2 separate regions of the Drosophila melanogaster genome follow, and region 1 is linked to region 2. Evidence: chromatin contacts called from public targeted proximity ligation data. All regions are on one chromosome and are shown on one strand. The core of a region is the stretch at or near the end of the contact, and the rest is flanking DNA. Distances in the headings are between cores, read along the strand shown. Region 1 holds the start of sNPF-R (short neuropeptide F receptor). Region 2 holds the start of kug (kugelei).

Region 1 (2,888 bases), core at 221-2,720, 84 kb before region 2:
TGCCTGGCAAGTAAATAAAAATTCATGAAAGCAGCGCTTGAATATGTTACACAAATTTCCCCTAAGAGTATGAGTCGCAGTCTGAAAGTAAGGATGAGTCGTCTCAGGTAGAAAGTTGCCATTGTTTATGGTAATCGGCTAAAGGACTAAAGAGTGAGGCTTCGCAGGGAGATGGGATTCTGAAAAGCGGCCACTATTCACTTCACTTCTGGCAGAGCATAAATGTGTCAGGTGAGGTGCTTAAAAATATGAAGCCTTCTTCCGAGGACGATGGAAAAGGGACGACAATCGGTGGCTCCGGAGGAGGAGTCTCGTCCCAAGTGTAAACTGTTTGTCGACTTGGCTTTAATAAATAAATCGCAGCTGCATCAGTTGGCACATCCCTTGTAGCCCTCTCCGAACGCCCTTGACTGCTTGTGATTTCCTGTGGAACTTTCCGGCGACAGATAAAAAAACAAATAAGGACACTAAGGTTGTATTCGGATTACGTGATACCCATTCTGGGTTTTCTTTATTATTTGGAACATGATGTGGTGAGAAAGTTATAATAATATAATATATATAATAATGTATTCATTATTTAAAAAAATTATTTCCTAATTACTTAAGAATATTTTTCACGTAGCTATTAAAATATTTTAAATATTTATCAGTTTTATAAATCAATATTTCGTTTTAAAAGTTTTAAAGTTGTTACAACTTTAAAGGACAATTAGATATACCATTGCAGTGACGAAAGAGCTGGGTGTAAAATTGCGAGAAGCGACGAAATGAGGTGACGAACGTAGGAAGTAAATACATATATGAGGAAGTTTAGAAGGTAAGCACAGGCTGATGGCGATAATTGGATGAGATACATTTATGGTCTATCTGCTTGTGTGCGAAAGAAATGAAATATAATGCTTGATTAGCTAATTGTTGGGTCCCCATTAAAGCAAACAAGAAGGAGATACATTTTTGTTCATATTGGTTTAAGTTCTTTATTTAAATATAGTAACCTGTGAAGACCTAAAGTATTTAATAATATTAGCGAGCCGGTAAGTTCCTTGCAAATTCAGCAGAAAGAAAATCGATCTTTAAGGTTTTAGATACAAATTCCGAATTATAAACTTTTACATGACATCAGTGGTTCTTTCAGCGATGGATTTATGAAGTTCCTCTTACCGAATTCCGCGGTTTACGGCTCATTTCAGGGCGCAAACTGTCATCCACTCAGCTCTGCTCGGCTTGCAGATAATTGACATGAATCACTCAGCACTTGTGACACGAAAAGTCACTCAATTTTTGGCTCGCCCACTCAAAGCCCTTGCAATTGAGTGAGTTAAACGCTGCGTATACGTAATAGCCCGACGATGCTGCATATAACGTATACGCAGCGAGGGAAACGACTCGAGTTGCTCGGCTCTTCACGAGGTCTTATCAGCAAGTAACCTGTTGGTCGGCCGTTTAGCCGCACGAAGTTGGACCGTTCAGTTGCCTGTGATTCTTCGTTGACGACGGACGCGAAAATCGGCAGAAAAATCCGAAAGAAAAACCCAAACAAGACTTTCAAACAGAGGAAAAATTTTCTTCGGCGGAAGGCAAAGGAAACATATTTTCATTGTGCGGTAAAGAACTGATAGCGAAAGTGGGAGCGAGGCAGTGAAAGGGAGACCAAACAAGTGCCGAAACGTGCTCGAGTGCCTCCATCCTTGCGGTTTTTGGTTTTTGTGTTCCGAGCCGTTTCTCCCCTCCCTGTATTTATATACATTTCGTATACGCGGTGTTGACACGTCGGCGGTCGACAGCTTTCGGTTTTTATTTATACCCCCTGTTTAGTACTTTTTCCCGTGGCCAGCCGGGCCAAAACTTTTCGCCTTTCCGCTGTTTGTCTCAATGCCCAACAATAATAATTAACGGCCAGAGTGCGAGTTAAAGATTAACTTACTGGAAGCCAGTTTGAAATTAAATCATTAAATTAAAGCATCCCGCAGTGTGGGGTGAGTATGGGCGGAACGCTCAAATGTATTCGAAAATAAGTTTGACATGTTTTTTGGCCAGACCGATGTATGTATAACCCCGAGTATATTCATTACGATCCGAACAAATTGAATTCAAGTCAACTTTCTCCTGCGGCCTTTTCTTTCGCTCCCACAAAGAAAAGTTTTTCCGCTGCCAAAAAAGACTGGTGGGCCTCCTACTGGAGGTCCCGAAAAAAACATTCAACTTTTATATTGTTTTGCGACAAAACAAATAAGTTAGCAGCAGCAAAATGGAGAACAGCACAAGAAGGCTAAATGGAAAGCAAGAGCAAAAGAAGATAACATTAGGAAAACCCAATTGCATTTAAAAGGAAATCGAAAGTGGTGGTGGGGGAGCCACGTAGTCCGTTTACATTTTATGGCCAAGTCAAATGGCTCAGTCGTCACTGTTCCTTAATTAAAAATGCAAATTTCCCTTTAATTTTAATAGGTCCTCGAGTGTAGGGCGAAACGATAAACAAAAGACAGTCCGAACAACTTTCGATTGATTCTAATTGATCCCCTCTGACATGGATGCCAGTCATTCAGTCAGTCAGCCAGCCAGCCATCCATCAATTGTTGATTCGATAAACAAATGCATTGATTGCTTTGCCCAACAAGGGCGCATGCTAATGACCATGTTGTTCAGGTGGAAATTGGTCAAGTTAGCTGCGTTGTATACGTAACGTTAATCATTATTATTGTCTTGGGACGCAGATGTCATAAGTGATAATCGTGTGATTTAGGATGATTGATGCTTTGATTTACTTATTAGCGGAACATTGGTGTCACATGCAAACTCGTTCTCAACTCTGCCTGCGGAGTTTAAGTTCAGCCAAGTTAGTCCCCTCAATCGGATCATCTTTAGACGCACACTGCGTATACGTG
Region 2 (2,700 bases), core at 147-2,646:
TTGGTCCACATACAAACGCACTCAGGTACATATGTGTGTATACCTTTGTAATTTAGAGTGGATCCCACAACTTGTCTGGAACTATCTAATATTCGGTGTTTTCGCTGGTTGCTCGGTAACTTCGGGGGCGATCACTTTCATCGGTTTGTATTTTCATTCATCTCTGATTTCCGGAACTCTAGACGCGGATTACACACTCACATTAATTGGCAGCTGCATGTACATATGCACCACTAACTACGATCGCCGATAACTCCGCCCGCTATTGCTCTCTCTTGAAAATGCTAAAATCGATTGCAAGAATCGAATATTGCGAGACTCGATGACAGCACCGATAGTGCGTAGCCGATAATTTCCAGATCGATTATACTGCTAAGCGCGAATTGACACGAATTTAAGCGAGGCCTTTGTCTAATAAATACAAAATTTTCGAACAATACAAAAAAATCGCTTTAATAACCTTTCAACAAGTGGTCAAAACCAATTGTCAAGACTAATTAAATGTTTAAATTATTTGTATGTTCGCCAATAAAAATAAATTCTGAAACAAAATAATTTCCTTCACGAATAACTCTTTATCTTACGTTTTAAAGGGCTGCATTTAAGATAACAACAAAATTTGTAATATGGAGATATTATAAAAAATAATATTTTGGTTTTTGTCGAGTGCAATTTTAAAGAAAGCACTTAACTAATTAAAATGAAGTCCTATTTATTTGGTTCGCCTACAATATTGTTGTTGCTTTGGTTTCTTCTAAAGGAACATATCAAACTGATATGTGAAAAAAGTCTTTAAACTGTATCAAAATTTGGAAACAGCTTTATTTAAATGCTATAGTTTTCATTAAAAACATGGATCCCTGGCAATATATTTGGGTGTCAATTAAGGTTGATGCCCCCTAAAAATATCACAAATCACTAGGACGTATACAAGGAATGGAACCCTTTGGTTTCCCATAATCCTCATTGCAATGGCTTCGCAATTCAAGAAATGTAGCCCAGACCATCGCAGAAGTTTCCTGTGCGGAGGTGTATGTTGTGGTTTATTCCACTGATTTTTGGTTGGATATATTTGGTTTCTCATTATCTGTATCACCACAGGGGGTTATGCAACCCCAATTCACTGTTACACTTATATGTAAAGCAATATTATCGTGGACTATTGGTCAACTCGGACGTATTTGTGGCACACAACACGAATACGTACATATTTCTGCATTTTACAGATAAACATCACTTGCACTGGAAATGCGTATGGGCGCAGATACATTTATCGACTCGCGTATCGTCGCCTAAGCTCGAGTCATATTAACGGAACAACGCGACTTTCGATTGAAACATACTTTCCCTTCTCATTCAATTGCTACCGACGACGCACACCGTTTACTGCGATTTAAAGCAACTTAAACCGCAGTCAATGAGAACAGAAATTCAACTGATTCGACTTTTCGTTTCGAGGTCCTAACGAGTTGGGCCATGTCCTGCGCTTGCAACCTCCAGCTGCAACCTCCAACAGCAACTTCGAGCTCATCCGGACCAGCTTGAGCATGGAGCACCCCTATTTCCCCTTCTGTTATTGAGTCCTTTGACCCTCTCTGGTAAAAATATCCCAGCTTTATTGCGGAGAACATGCATATGTCTGACTTGTTACATGTTTTAGACAAATGTATTTGTTATTGCTAAATATTTTGTGAGGCTAGGAAAATGCTCCACTTCACTGTTAGATGCAATTTGTTGCCTTCTGCAGATTTTTATGTTTTATTTTTTTTTTTTCTATTATGTATTATTATTACTATTTATCAAAATATATTTATATTTTATAGAAACTTGGGCAATTTAATACGGCATTCCTGCGATAAAATCGATTTTATCAAACGCGCCATCTGGTGGGATTTTCATGTAAATTTCCCTCGACCGTAAAATAACAAAGTCGGTATTATTACGATAAAAAAAATACCAAGCGAAGCTAGATTTTACTTGCAAATACAGCATACAGCATTTATAGGACCTTCAAGCCTGTTATCCACTCTTTGGTCGACACTAAAACTTAACATTCTACAATAATTAGGCTGAAAATGAACAGGTAGAAATTATTTTACAACTTTTATTTCCGTGACAATGTTATTTGACAAGCCATTATACTTGGCTCACGGCATTGGTCTGATTAGCATTTTGCACGACTTCAGGGGATATCTATTACCAACATTCCAATTACCCCACCAAATGCCATCGGTCGTGTCCAACTCAACTTTGGAATTCCGATATTTTCCGTTCAAGTTACTGAAAAAGAATTATTTTTCAAAATCATTAAACAAAAACAAGTTCATACATACCAGTTCATTGTACCCCACCATTTCGATGATTCCATTGCAAACGGATTTCCAACAATAATATGGTTTATATGACTGCGAAATGCGTCGCCAGCATTTCCTGAGTATTCGCCAAGGGAAAGCAGTTTGTATTTCTGTTTTTCATCGCCAATAACAAAATTATCATATCTTGCATAAGCACTAGCATTGTCGAAATCGACGAGCTGGATATATAGTTCCATTCGTCGATGTGTCGTCATTTTATGCAATTTTTGTAGGCCAAGCCAGAACTCGCCACCCAAATCCCCACAGCCCGTTATTATATTTGATTCAGTGGCGTTATCGAAACTGCCATCGATTCTACGCTGGATTATCATCCAACCACGACCGG

The links.
Region 1: a targeted proximity ligation map of the Kc167 cell line shows a contact between it and region 2, with 4 times the contacts expected there. A contact is called at or near these places in 8 of 107 Hi-C or Micro-C datasets (the Clone 8 cell line, the D17-c3 cell line, the Kc167 cell line and 3 more) and 1 of 7 datasets of targeted methods (the Kc167 cell line).

The regions. Positions count from the first base shown.
Region 1 is chr3L:20,087,589-20,090,476 of dm6, reverse strand. sNPF-R (short neuropeptide F receptor) reads left to right here and starts at 1,470. Exons shown (of 3, transcript NM_001275157.1): 1 at 1,470-1,607.
Region 2 is chr3L:20,003,997-20,006,696 of dm6, reverse strand. kug (kugelei) reads right to left here and starts at 1,396. Exons shown (of 21, transcript NM_001300197.1): 1 at 1,208-1,396. It overlaps CG7668, which reads right to left. Exons shown (of 3, transcript NM_168830.2): 2 at 2,334-2,700; 3 at 1,863-2,280. The coding sequence ends at 2,148.